Regions from separate parts of the Pan troglodytes genome. Here region 1 is linked to region 2. Evidence: chromatin contacts called from public Hi-C data. All regions are on one chromosome and are shown on one strand. Each heading gives the region's core, a stretch centred on a gene start, on an enhancer-like site or on the middle of the called end of the contact. The rest is flanking DNA. Distances are from core to core; before and after follow the strand shown.

The links. A called contact is a pair of places that touch in the nucleus more often than the background predicts.
Region 1: a Hi-C map of stem cell-derived neural progenitor cells shows a contact between it and region 2, with 3 times the contacts expected there. The contact joins the enhancer-like site here to the promoter of NCKAP5L in region 2. A contact is called at or near these places in 1 of 7 Hi-C or Micro-C datasets (stem cell-derived neural progenitor cells) and 1 of 1 datasets of contacts at active chromatin or transcription factors (stem cell-derived excitatory neurons).

What each region holds. Positions count from the first base shown.
Region 1 is chr10:46,225,866-46,233,128 of NHGRI_mPanTro3-v2.0_pri, reverse strand. PRPF40B (pre-mRNA processing factor 40 homolog B) reads left to right here. Exons shown (of 25, transcript NM_001362377.1): 12 at 191-355; 13 at 457-565; 14 at 935-1,085; 15 at 1,810-1,943; 16 at 2,564-2,678; 17 at 2,840-2,931; 18 at 7,010-7,126. Among named protein-coding and RNA genes, the nearest start is that of PRPF40B, 8.0 kb to the left of the region's middle. Within about 2 kb of position 2,783, at least 13 of the 24 cell types and tissues checked have an H3K27ac peak or open chromatin away from gene starts, as enhancers often do. A contact at or near this core is called in stem cell-derived neural progenitor cells, where this site is marked.
Region 2 is chr10:46,034,505-46,041,765 of NHGRI_mPanTro3-v2.0_pri, reverse strand. It overlaps NCKAP5L (NCK associated protein 5 like), which reads right to left and starts at 2,048. Exons shown (of 13, transcript XM_003313708.6): 1 at 1,906-2,048. LOC134807563 (a long non-coding RNA gene) reads left to right here and starts at 2,127. Exons shown (of 3, transcript XR_010148309.1): 1 at 2,127-2,332; 2 at 2,519-2,667.

The DNA.
Region 1 (7,263 bases), core at 1,534-4,033, 190 kb before region 2:
TCTTGGAGCTGCATCTCTTTCCCTCACTTCCTGTCACCCCTACTTCTCCATGAATGGTGTTCAGATCCCAGACATCTGTGCCCTTGGAGCCCCTGCAGCCTGCAGTGTCTCATGACCCTCCAGTGTGGGCTGTGCAGGGTGGTTCAGGGTGACTTCTCTATCCCCACCCCACTCCTACCCTCTATCCTAGTGCCTTGCCTAAACTGAGTGAGAAAAAGCAGGCATTCAATGCCTACAAGGCGCAGCGGGAGAAGGAGGAGAAGGAGGAGGCCCGGCTAAGGGCCAAAGAGGCCAAGCAGACCCTGCAGCATTTCCTGGAGCAGCATGAACGCATGACCTCCACCACCCGCTACCGGTCAGGGGGCCAGGCTGGGCTGGGGCTTGGGAACCCTGAGAACACAAAGGTCCAGGGTCTCTGTTCTCTGTCTACCTACTCACAGCTTATATGCTCCACAGGCGGGCAGAACAGACCTTTGGGGAGCTGGAGGTCTGGGCTGTGGTCCCTGAGAGGGATCGAAAAGAGGTTTATGATGATGTCCTCTTCTTCCTGGCCAAGAAGGAGAAGGTAATGGTCCCTGGGCAGAATCCTTCAGCCCATCTCATCCTGGACTTTCCTTGTCTTTGCTTTGTTATGGACCCTAGCCATTTACTTCTCTACTTCCCCAGTGTCCCAGCTTCTGACTTGGAAGCTGGTATGGGACTTGCACATCTCATTTCTGCTCTGGGCCTATAGTCCTGGGTGTAGCGGGGAGGAGTCGTCTCTGAGAGATGGGTCTGTAACCTGTACTCCCTCCCCTTCCCTGAGACATGAAAGTCTTGAGTATGGCCTTCTTCCTAGGGTTCCCTAGCTACCTTTCCCCAGGTCCTCCTCTGCCCAGGCCTACTTGGGTAGCTCTGGCCTGCCCTGCCTCACCCTGATCCTGTGGCTCCCTAGGAACAGGCCAAGCAGCTCCGGCGCCGCAATATCCAGGCCCTAAAGAGCATCCTGGATGGGATGAGTAGTGTCAACTTCCAAACTACGTGGTCCCAGGCCCAGCAGTACCTCATGGATAACCCCAGCTTTGCTCAGGACCATCAGCTGCAGAGTAAGCCTGGGCCTCCAATCCCAGCTATCCCTTTCCCTTTCTTTACTGGACCTGGGACCCCAGAGTCTGCCTCACCCCACTCCCCTGTACCTCCTGCCCTCCCGGACACCCTAGGAGTACTCAACACTCACCCAGTCCTTGTACCTCTTTGGACTCTGGGGATACCAGAATGTTTCAGGACACCCCTCCCTCTGGGGTCCACTGTTGGCCTAGATATTTTGTGTCCTTGGAGGAGGAGCTCTGGGATAGGAATCTTTTAAGTCCTAGAGATGTCAATGATGATTTTAGCTCATGTGAATATGGTCTTAAAGCATCATAGAACTACAGGCCTTAATTGGTCACGTTACAATAGACTGTTGTTGGCCTGTAATTACTGATGATACTCAAATTCACTTTCTGAAATTGCATCAAAGCCTGATTGATTCCCAGTTCCCTAAGGTGTGAAACCTCAGATCCCAAGACAACCAGTTTCATGTTATGGCTTCTAATAACTGAATTCACAAGAGCTGAATACTTGCTTATTTATTCTTATACAATTAATGATCCCCTCTTAAGAACTACCATTGCAGTGGCTGCTCCCACAGAGCCCCCTCCAGGCCCTTCCCCCACCACCCTGGGTATCCCTAGCACCTGTAGGACAGCATCGTTGAAACATTAGGGGTGCTGGGGTCTGAGAGGGTATCCTGCTGGGACAATGCCCGCTGAACCTCCTGCCTGTCTTTAGACATGGACAAGGAAGATGCACTGATCTGTTTTGAGGAGCACATCCGAGCTTTGGAGAGGGAAGAGGAGGAGGAACGGGAGCGGGCCCGGCTTCGGGAGCGACGCCAACAACGCAAGAATCGGGAGGCCTTCCAGGTATCTTTGCTGTCCTTTCTAGATCAGAGCTCAGCTCTGCCCTAGAGCACAACCTCTCCACCCATTCCCTGCCCCCTTCTGGATACGCTGCCTGTTCTTTCTGTGCCTAGCCCTGTCCAAGCTCTATGAGACCTCTCTCTGCCTGCAGTCTGTTTCTGCTGTACCTCCTCAATTCTGGACTGTGCTCTTCTAGGGAGACTAGATGTATGCACCACCCAGAAACTGCCAGTAGAGAGCACCCTACAGGCATGACTTGGCAGCTAGGCCATGTTTATTTCCCTTGGTGGGGCACCCGACAGGCAGAGTTTATTCCCTCAGCTTGGGGGTGGCAGTGGTGGTGGTAGTGCTAGGGGTTACTGCAGGCAGGTTTCTGTTTCTTTGCCTCCCGGGACTGGCTTGTTCTCACTTTTTTGTTCTGTCCCTCTCTGTGTATTTACATTCTCTCTTTTTGCATTGTTCTCAGCCTTCCATCTGCATCTCTTCATCTCTGCCTCTCTTGCCTGCATTTCCTCAATCTTGATTGTCCCTGCCTCTTCCTCTGCCATTCCCTCTCTTCCCCCTCATTCTGTGGCTCTGCCTCCCTGTCTCACTCTCCCTATAACTGGCCTCTCCCTGCTCAGACCTTCCTGGACGAGCTGCATGAGACAGGGCAGCTGCACTCTATGTCCACCTGGATGGAGCTATATCCAGCAGTCAGCACTGATGTCCGCTTTGCCAACATGCTGGGCCAGCCGGGTAAGGCAGCCAGGCTAGGCAGCCAGGCTCCCCCTTCTCTGGCCTGGCTTCCTGCCCTGCCAGCCTCTCTGCACCCCCTACTCCCGGCTCCTGTCCTCGGCCCAGCCCCCAGGCCTTGGGAAGCTGCCGCCCGCCAGGCCCCCCTCCCTCCCTCCTTACAGGCTCCACCCCTCTGGACTTATTCAAGTTCTATGTGGAGGAGTTGAAGGCACGATTCCATGATGAAAAGAAGATCATTAAGGACATCCTTAAGGTGAGGGAGGCTGGGGTTATGGATGGATACAGGATGGATGCAGGGCACACTCCCTGCAGAGGACTCCCTGATAAGTCCTGTTTTGCAGAAGCATTACAGCTTGGTTCAGCAGATATCTACTGTGATCCTTTACTGCACACTAGGGATACAGTAATGAATACACAATTTCTACCCACAGGAGCTCATGGTCTAATAGGAAGATATACATGAGAACTGTTATACAAAGGGGCAAGTGTTATTACAGAGACAGGAATCTGAAGAACTAACATTTGAACTGTGCATTTAGAAATGAGTAGGTGGAAGAGGTTGGAGTGTACACGGGGTACTAAGAGCAAAGGCAAGGGGGTGGAAAGGGCATGCCAGGTCTGAAGAGGAAGAAGCATAGCTAATTGTAAACTGGTAGCACACAGATTGTTCTTTCTGGCCTGTACAGTGTTCTGTAAAAATTTGGAATTTGTTGCTAACATTTTAAAACCAGGAAACTTCACACAGAAAATCTGAATCTTTAGCTTCTCTTGTCAATATGGATTATCTAGCAGTACTGAGCTGGATTTGCAAGGCATTCTGCAGACTCAAGCTGAGATGCCACTTTAGAAAGGGCAAGTCATCCTTCTCACCATTCCTTAGTGCCTTCTTGATACTGTCACAAGTGTCAGCTGCCATTTACCATCACACATGGCCTGTTGCTCTTCTTCTACTGGAGAAGAGAAATAGTTCTCAATATTTACATCTTATCAAAAGTGGAAAAGTGAGTGAGTGATGGACTAAACCTTGTGTTCCAAAAGAAAAAAACAAAGAGCATATTTCTTTATGGAAGTGAAGATTCTAATGCATTTGAGGAGATAATACAGTACAGTGGTTAGGAGCGGGACTGGAGGCAGACTGCCTACAGTAAAAGTCTAGCTTAACTGCTTGCTAGTTGTGTGACCTTGGATAGGTCACTTGACCTTTCTGACCCTGTTTCCTCATCTAAAAAATGGTGAGTGTTCCACCAGAGTACACCTAATTACAGAGATTAAATGGTACCTGGGTTGAAAGGGATCTGGAAATAAAGCTAGAAATGTCTCACTGCATATACATTTCTTTGAAGTACTGTTTTGCCTTACAAATTCACGTAGGTGTTGCATTTTAACACCATATTACCTATTTAATATAAATTTAATATTTTAAATTACTTACCATTAGGTAAGATGTATCATACTGTCCTGAGGTATCCTCTCTTTCTCTGGAACCACATGCCCCAGCTTGGAAGTAGAGCCCTGCATGTAAAGTGCCTTGAATGCTAAAATAAGAAATTTGGATTTTTCTCTCGTAAGTAATGAGGAACCGGGGAATGATCAGATTAGATGGTGTATAGTAGAACCTTTCAGTCTAGAGTACATACTTATGTCCTTAGGGAAGGTGGTGGTGCTAGGTAGAGCAGTTCTTGAAGCCTCAAGATACTAAAACTGATAGTGGTAATTCAAATAGTCATATTCATCTCACTTATCCCCAGACCTCTCTCCTACTGTTGGGGCTACTTGGTACAAAAGTCCAAGAAGCACTAGATGCTAGGAGCTGGGTTAGAGGGATGGAAGAGGGTGAGCAGGGAGAAAAGTCAGTAGGCTGTGCAGGAATCTTGTAGGAGGTGATCCTAGCCGGGGGCAGTGGGGACAGCAGAAGAGAGCAGGCTGTAGTGCTCCAGCTGTTCTTCTGAGACACTCTGGGTTTCTGTGTAGGTGCCTTGAGACAAGCAAGGGTTGGAGTTGAGTATGGGGGGATTTGGTGCTGCTTCCTGTTTTCAAGTGAAGCAGCTTGAATCTTTTTTATGCATAAAGGTTCTACATAAGATTTCTATTTTAATAAACTGTTTCTGCTGTTTAAAAAAAAAAAGGGAGAATTCAACACCAGTGGGATAGAGTCACTAAGTAGAATTGATAGATTTTGTGAAATGGAGGGAAAGGAAGGAATCAGGTGTCAGGGCAGTGGATGATGGCACTATTGATAAGGATAAAACAAGAAGAGCAAGGCTGTAGAAAATAGGAATTCTATTTGGGGAATTACTCTCAAAGCAAATATATTTTAAAACAGAATAATCGTATAAAGTAGAAATGCCTTATCCTGGGATAGCTAAATTTTATTGGACGATTAACTTTTAGCCACAGAGTGGCTGGTTGATAGGCCTGTAGGGGCCTATCCTCACTGAGTCCTGTCTCTCCACACAACCTGAGAAAGCAACTTTTCTAGACAGTTCCCTTCCTCTTTCCGCATTTGGGTTCCTGCCTATGGAGGGCAGATGAGCCCAGGAGTCCCTCTTGCTTTCCACAGCCAGGCAGACCATGATGGTGCCTTTCATCCCATAGGATAATGCAAAGAGCCCTGGACTTAGAACAGGCAGACAGATCCGGGTCAGGGAGATCCATGGAGGATGCTCATGAGAAATATATTCTCTTGAGATCTGTTGAATTTTAAGTGTCTGAAATATCCAGTCTAGGATGTTTGAAAATCAGGAGAGATGAAGGATGAGATTGCGAGGGAGTACAGATTGGGTAGTGAAAGAGGACTAAGTGCTGTTCTCAGGAACATGCATATGCAAGAGAATAAAAGGTCAGAGAGGGGGCGACCTGGAGAGGGGAGTGTTGAAGAAGTAAGTGGTAGAGGCACTGAGGACCAGATGAGTGAGGACCAAGAAGGCGGCCTTGGATTTGGCTAGTAGACACAAGCAACCTTTGGGAGAGTAGAGTCATGGAGGTGGCATGGGGGCAGCACATGTTTTAGAGTCAGATTACTCCTGGTTGCTTATTGGCTCTGAGACCTCCGTAAGTTCCGTGTCTCTGAGCCTGTTTGCTCACCTGTAAATCAGGGATAATTCATAGGTAAGGTTGTGAGAATTAAATAACATCTGTAAAGTGTCTAATAGGTTCTCAATAAATGTTTATTCCTTTTCCTTTCTGCTGCATTTCAAGAGGTTTTGAAACAACGGAAAAGAGCAGAGGTAGTTAGCTTGATGAAGGGGAGAGCATGGTGGAAAGGATGTTCCAGGTTAGGTGAGGTGTCTGCTTGATGGAAGGAGCCAGTAACGAGGGTGACTTGGAGCTTTCAATTCCCTGAGAATGAATGCTGTGTTGATAAGGACTGTAGCAGGGTTGAGGAAGTACCCTTGGAAAGAAGAAAGAGGAGCACACTTCTGCCATCAGCAAAAAGGCCAGAGGAGGTGAGAGCTATGTGGAGGGAGAGAAAGGGAATCTGGCCTGTGCTTAACTGACGTGAGAGCCAGACTTTGAGCTCCAGTGGCTTCATTTACCACTCATGTCATCTTGGGCCAACTGAGATCACTTTTCTAAGCCTCTGCTTCACTGCAATGTTGTGAGGCCTAAATGAGAAGCATAGAGCCTGGCCTGTGGAGATGTTTTTAGTACTGGTGGGGAGCTGCACACCTGGTGGCCTCCGTTTTTCCCATGGACTAAGTCATCTGGGTGGGTGTGGTGCTTGAAAGCAGACACTTTGGGGATAGAGAGACCCCCCAGGGTAGGGTTCTTGCCCAGCCATATATCAGCTGTGAGACCTTAGGCAAGTGCTCTAGTTTCTCTGAACCTTGGTTTCTCCTTCTGTGTAAAATTAGGATACTAGGACCTATTCTTAAATGTAGAACCAAGAGTATTAAATGAGATAATGTGTGAAACACTCATCATGGTACCTGGTACATAGTAAGCACTCAATAAATAGACCCAAAGGGTTGGGGCCAGCAAATGTTGATTGAGAATGCATGGGAGCACTGCTGAGCAGCAGGAGGGCCCAGCTGGGGCCAGAGCTTTAAGCCAAAGGAACAAAAGTTAATTTTGAGAAACTCAGCATTAATCAGCAGTTGGGAGACATCTCCCAACCCCTTCGGCTCTGTGTGACATCCAAGGGTAGGCATGGGGGCTTAATTGTCAAGTGATGAGGACTTGGATAACTTGGTTTCTAATGCAGACCACAGTCCTGTGGATCTCTTCCAGAGGCAAGGGCCTTCTTGACCATCTGTAATGTGACCACTCTGCCTGCCAGCTTTGGCCTCAGGCACGTGGTGCCCCTGCTTCATGCACTGCTGTACCCACAGGACCGGGGCTTCTGCGTGGAGGTGAACACGGCCTTTGAGGACTTCGCCCACATCATAAGCTTTGACAAGAGGGCTGCCGCACTGGACGCAGGCAACATCAAGCTGACCTTCAATAGTGTGAGGGGCTGGGCAGGGCGTGGGGAAGTTCTCTAATTCATCTGTGTCTTGCTCCATTCCTTCTCACTCACTGTCCCACTGACTATATTCCCAATTCAGGGGATGGTGGTAGAAGCCCAGACCCTAACTTTCCACCT
Region 2 (7,261 bases), core at 799-3,298:
CAAGGCACCAGGGGTGTGTGGGACAAGGTCTACTCTCAGGCTTAGAATAAGGGAACCTGTTCTCTCTACCCAGGGTTCTAATCCTAACTAATTGCAATTTAAAGCACACCCAACACTTTAGCTCCCTCTAAATGGAACCATTCTGCCAGAGGACCTTTCTCCCCTACAGATTCACCCATCAGTGGAACCATTCAATGTCAAAAAGTGGAAGGGAATATTAGAGCTATCTAGTCCAACTACTGAGATTTAAAGATGGGGAAACTGAGCCCCAGAGAGCAAACTGTCTTGGCCAAGGTCATACAGCAAGCTAGGAAAAGTAGGGACCAGAGCTTCTGACTCTGTCTTTATTGACACCCGCTTGCTCCCCAAACACTTAGGTCTTCACCGGCCTATCATGAAGATCCTTCTTCCCTGCCAACCACGGCACCTGCCCCTCCAGGTCCTCAGTCTCTTCGTGAGGGCCAGAGCTGGAGAAAGATGCTGGAGGGACGAAGCCACCTCATGCACAGACCATAGACTTTGAAAACAAGCTTGAACATGGGAATATCTCCCCGGAAAGGAATACACACGGTTTCTTTGGGATAGGAAACCCACTAATCCCAGGTTGTTTTTAGGAAGATGGGGGGACCAATTTGAGAAGTGAATTTTCCTATCACACAAGGAGTCTCAGAGAGCCAGATGGCGTAATATCTGCAAGGGAGGGTCTGCAACAAGGCAAATGGGCTATGTTCATTTTCCCCGAAAGTACTGACCACAAAACGGTTAGGCATTGACACTCTTTCTACTGCTCCCCAGGCCACCCCTGCCCGGGCCACTTCCTCTGGCTGACCATTGTGCTTAAGAAGGAGGACCCATGACAGACGCGGAGAAGTGGGAGGGAGGGATTGCCTCTACAGCCAGAGAACTCCTTAGCCCAAGACCCCCAGCTCCTCAGCAAGGCAGGCCTTTAAGAAGTAGCAGCTGGGCAGACTAGGTGGACTCAGCTGATCCAGCCCTGGGATGCCTGGAAAACCAGGCCTGTGGGAGGTGAGGGCCCTCTGTGCCCTTGGGGCCGTGCCAGGACTGGAGATAACGCGGGACCTTGGGCCCAGGACAGGGAGAGGGGAGCTAGGATCCGGGCAGCCGCTTTCTTAGTTGGGCTAAGCCAGGGAAGCGTCGGGCACAGATGAATTCTCTGCATTCTTCTGGCACCGCAGCCAGCACCCGGAGGGCCTTTTCTGCAGGCGCTGCCCTGTCCCTGCTCCCTGCCCAACCAACCCTTCTCCCTCCCTTAGCTTCTCTTCAGCGTGCAGCCCACCAGGTCCTTCCTCCTTCCCGCAGCCCCTCAAAGCCTTTGAAGGGGCTGTTCTCTAGGAGACCCGGTCTTTCCGCCTCTCCCCGCCTTCCCCAGGCCCTACCGCCCCAGGCCACGGGGAATGGGAAGGAGTGCGAAAGGGAGCCCCAGGCTCGTCTCCGCGCCTGCGCTTTGGGGAGAGAGCCCCTCCCTCCGCAATAACCCGGCACCGCTAAGCGGCACCCGGACGGTGGGATGCGGGTTGGGTGGGGTGAGCAGCTGGGGCAAGGTCAGTGCTTTCAAAGAGGGAGGGGAGCCCGGCCCCCGGAACATCCCCCACTCCCGAAAGTTTCCCTTCCGGGGCCACGGAGTGTGCGCGAGGATGGCGCGGGGGGCGGGAGGGGGTGGGGTGGGGGTGCACAGAGTCGCAGCCGGACCCCCGAGGAGGGTGCGGCTGGAGGGAGGGACGGAGGGGCGGGCAGCAGGGTTTGGGCAGGAAGCCGCGACGCCCTCTCCGACCCTGTACTGCCACGAGAGCCGTACCCTCCACACCCCACTCACCCCGGCCCGGAGCTACAGATCGCCCCCCCGCACTCGCCGCCCTTTCAATCCCAAGTAGACCCAGAACTCACCGAAATCAGGTGTTGAGCTGGGCCAGGGCAGGCCGGATCCGCCAGGTCCATGGCCGCGGCTTGGGGGCGGGGGGCAGAGAAAGGGGGGTGCCGGAGCCGCCTCCTGATGTCAAGGCTTTAAAGGGGCCGGGGAGCCCCGCCCCTGGCTCTGACCCCGCCTCCCTCCTCCCTAGCAGCCAATCCACGTTCAGCCTGGATGCGCGCCCCTCCCAGCCCCCTCCAGATGTTCCCAGGACGCGAGCTAAGTCTGCCCGGCCGGCGCGCGCCGCTTCCGCTTTGGTGGGAAGGACCTCCCTTCCCCCTTATAGAAACACTTTCTCCACGCCGGGCCGGGCTTGGTAAACCTCAGCCGTGCCTGGGTAGAGGACGCCGGGCTGGGCCGAGCGGGGGTGGAATGAGGGCGTCTAGAACAGAGAAAACTAAGTAGGTGCGCGCGGGCCCACAGGCATGCGCGTTTGCTTCTGTGGGGCTGGGCGTGCACGTGTATGTGTGGTTGTGAGCGTCGGTGTTTGTAATTTGCCTTTCTGCATACGTGTTGGGTGTAAATCCATGGGGGAAAGGCTTGAGTGCCTCTTTGGCCTTAAATGCTCCCGCCTCTCTCTTCCTTCTCCAGGATGGGGTCGTCCCCCCAGTAATCTGGAAAACAGTTACAGGAACAGGCTCCTCTCATCAGACGGCAGTGCTGGTCGTTTCCTCACTGGTTTGGGGGTAAGGCTGGGCAGAAAAAGGATGCAACCTTGTTCTCAACCACTTGCTATCTCGGTGAGGATGAGGAAAAGCAAACAGCCCATCCAGGCCCCTGCAGAGCCTCAGAGCTTCAATATCATTCCCATTAGTCCTTAATTAAACACCTATTTGCCCTTGCCTAAATACCGTATAACCTTCACAGCCTGCATTGTAGTGACTGCCCCAGAAATGTAGGTTCTCACCTGGGTTCTGCAGGGAAATACGAAGGAATCCCCTAGGTACAGTCTCCGCCTACTTCATTAAAATTTCTTTTGTTGCGAGTATACAAAGGATGCAGCTTAGAGTATCATATTAGTCCAATAAAGGAACATAAAAAGTAAGGCAAGTTAGGGTGCTCAGATTGGCTAGGATTAAGAGTTCTTTTCTGAAGGAGGTTTATGTAAATACGGAATTTGAAGGGCAGAGAGAGCTTGAGTAGGGTCCAGGCAGGGTAAAGGCCACAAGGAGATTCAGATAGGAAAGAGCAAATTATCTGCATGGGACCGTGAGCAGATCACCGTGGTACGTTGGGAAGTGGGAGAAATTAATGGAGGAGGTTTCTTATGGAGGAGAGCAAAATAAGGATATGGATGTGACAAGACATAAGATAAAGAAGTCATTTTGGGTTCTTGAGCATAGAGGTAGTTTGATTAAAAGAGTGCCCAAGGACAGCTATTACTGGAACCTAAAAGATGTCTTGATGGGTACCCCCACCAGCTTTCTCATTTTTTTGCTTAAAAAATATTTTATTCTTTTCTTTTCTCTGAGATGGAGTCTCACTCTGTCCCAGGTTGGACGGAGTGCAGTGGCACAATCTCTGCTCACTGCAGCCTCCACCTCCTGATTTCAGGTGATTCTCCTGCCTCAGCCTCCCAAGTAGCTGGTATTACAAGTGTGCACCACCACACCTGGCTAATTTTTGTATTTTTAGTAGAGACGGAGGCTTCACCATCTTGGCCAGGCTGGTCTCGAACTCCTGACCTCAGGTGATTTGCCCACCTCGGCCTCCCAAAGTGCTAGGATTACAGATGTGAGCCACCATGCCTGGCCCTTAAATTATTCTTAACGTGCAATAAAATGCACACATCTTAGGTGCTTTGTTTGGTGAATTTCAAAATATACACCTATGTAATTAACACCCAAAACAAGATACTGAACCACCACCCTATAAAGTTCCCTCATGCCCCTTTATAGTTGATCACCCCAAACCCACCACCACCCTCCCCTGGCAACTTCCTGAATTATAGCACCATAGATTTGTCTGCATTTGTATTTCACATATATGGAGCTTTACAGTATGTACTTGTGTCTGTATCCTTTAGCTTAGTAATGTTTTTGAGATCCATCCATGTGTATCAGTAATCTGTTCTTTTTTATTACTGAGTATTATTCCATTGCATGAATATATCACAATGTGTTTATCCATTCTTCAATTGATGGATATTTGGGTATTTCCAGTTGGGGTTACGATGAATATGGCTGCTATTAACATTCTGGTGCAAATATTTTCATAGACATGTTTTCATTTCTCCTTTTCACCTTATTTCTTGATGATAGTGGCATCTTCGGAAGCCTACAGCATTGTGAATTCTTATTCAATCATCTAACATTGAATAGGGATCAGTGGGCTAGTTCTGAGATTACAACAAAAAGTAGACATGGTCCTTTCCTCAAAGGGCTTGAAAGTCCAATAAAACTCCATGTACCTGTTGTATTCCTAATATTGCCTTGTATTCCTAATTCTGCCTTGAGGTAGAAAACCTTAAAAGTCTGCCAGGCATTTCTAACTACTTTTGGATGTTTCCAAATAACTGAATTATTGGAAGTAAACAGAATATCAAGATGATAATTTACTTTCCTTTTTTTTTTTTTTTTTTTTTTTTTGAGACAGAGTCTTGCTCTGTCACCCAGACTGGAGTGTAGCGGCACAATCTCGGCTCACTGCAAGGTCTGCCTTCCAAGAGGCAATTCTCTTGCCTCTTGCAATTCTCAAGCAATTCTCCTGCCTCAGCCTCCCAAGTAGCTGAGATTACAGGCGTGCGCCACCACAGCCAGCTAATTTTTGTATTTTTAGTAGAAATGAGGTTTCACCAAGTTGTCCAGGCTGGTCTTGAACTCCTGACCTCAAGTGATCTGCCCACTTCAGCCTCCCAAAGTGCTGGGATTACAGGTGTGAGCCTCTGTGCCCAGCCAATATTTTACTTTTCATTTAGATGTTTACCCTTGTTTAATAAACAGCCAGAACATCTGTATTTGTCAGAGCAAGTACCTGCGCTCCTTCCTTAAAGGCTATTGTGCACTTGATAATTTCAGCATTCAGATTTTGGCAGATTCTCTATGCTTCACAAACCTTCATCCTCACTGACAGGGGTTGAAAGAAGTGTAGCTACTATTGCTTCAAGATCCCTTTCAGTCTTTTGATGAGGCTTAAGGCACTTTCATTCCTTAGTGCTATTATTTGCATAAATTAAAAATTACACAGAAGTCCCAAAGTTTGTTCTTCACTCTTATGATATACCACTAATCATATATTGTTATTTACTTGAGTCGTCTGTGTAACAAAACAGGCTAGGCCTCTTAGGTCTCTGGTAGCTGCAAGCTGTTACTACTGGTTTAGTAACAAACCAGTTTGGTGGTATTGTCTAACTATGCATGTAGTGCTGGTGCCTGATAGATGGATTCTCAGAGAGAATCACCTCGTCACTGCTAACATCAGTACTTTGAATGGGGTTCCCTGCTTTAATACTGTGTGGTCATTCATTTAATGTTGGAGCATCTTCAATTCTCAGAGGTTGAAACTGTAGCCATTTAGCCATTGGTTGATAAGCTGACTCTAGTTTAGAACTACTGGCAACAGGAGATAGTCAGGTTGGTAACTAGCCTCTCAAAACATTTTTTCTTTTTTTTTTTTTTCCAGATAGGGTCTTGCTGTGTCACCCAGATTGGAGTGCAGTGGTGTGATCACAGCTCACTGCAGCCTTTACCTCTAGGCTCAAGTGAGCCCCCACCAAGCAGCTGGGACTACAAGTGCGCACCACCATACCCAGCTAATTTTTTCATTTTTTGTAGAGACAGGGTCTCACTGTATTGCTCAGGCTGGTCTTGAACTCCTGAGATCAAGCGATCCTCCCACTGTGGCCTCCCAAAGTGCTGGGATTATAGATGTGAGCTACCATGCCTGGCCTCAAAACATTTTTGTAATCTGGCTGTTTTCCAGTTGGATGGACTCTGAGTGCAATCTCAATGTCTTTCCTGATCAGTAAGAGGAAGAAAGGAGCTGTTGTATAATCTTTGGTCCACTTGCTATATAGGAATAGATCTTTACTGCTACATATACATAATTCTGTACGGAACAGTCATGTTCCTTGGATTCTGACAGCATCGCCAATATGTGCTTTGAAACCTCCTACCTGGCACAGATATGATGAATCTACTCATATCCTTGAACCTCTTTTTCATCACTTTTCATCATTCAAACATTTTTATTGAATCTATATGCTAAGCTCTGTATATAAAGTATTAGATAACTTGTACAGAGTTCATGTGGGGTATGATAAACAATGAGACTGGAAAGGTAAGCAGTGGGTAGATCATCCTTTATCCTAAGAGCAGTGTAGCCTTTGAATGGTTTTAAGCATGAGGGTAGCATAATCAGATTTGCATTTTAGATCCGTGTGGTTGCAGTGAGGAGGATAGAGAGAGCAAGACTGAAGTCAGGGGGGCCAGGCAAGGTTTTTGTAGTACCTGAGGAGAAAAACGAGAAATGATGTGGTCTGGACTAGGAAAGTGATAGTGGTGATGGAGAGGACGTAGAAATGCCCAGGGGGCATCCAAGTAGAAACATCTCTCCAACTTGTCAGAACTTCCCAACTGTGTGCCTCAGGAAGAGTTTACGGTGGTGCTGCATAATGGGCTTCACAATTCTCAGGGCAGCACAAGCTTCCTGAGTCAGAGAGCAATCTTGGTTATGCCAGATTGCATCATCCAGCATATAAAACACCATCATTTTCTATGTGTGTACTGACATGGAAAAGGTTGGGAAGCACTGATGTAGGCTGTGGGATAAATAATTCTGAAGCTCAGGAGAGGAATCGGGATGATAGATAAGAGATTTGTGAGTCCTCAGAACGTTGGTGGTTACTGAAGTCATGGAGTTGAGGAGATCATGCAAGGAGAGAAAAGAAAGGAACAGAACCCCAAGGAACATCACCATTAGAGGGGGGGCTCCAGAGAGGGAGAAAGAAAACTGAATGAATGCTGTCACCAGAACCCAAGAAGGGGATTTCCAAAAAAAAGACCAAATACAGTCGGTCCTTCTTATTGGTGGCTTCCACATCCATGCACTCAATCAATCTCAGATCAGAAAAAATAAAAGAATAAAAACGACATCTCTCTGAAGACTAGATCAGAAAAAAAAATAACTACAGCAATAAAAATACAAAATTTTAAAAATTTAGTGTTAACTATTTACATAGTATTTACATGATATTACATATTATAAGTAATCTAGAGATGATTTAAAGTATATAGGAGAATACCCCTAGGTCATTTGCAAATACTATACTATTTTATGTAAGGGACTTAAGCATCCTTTGATTTTTGTATCCTTGTGGGTCCTGGAACCAATTCC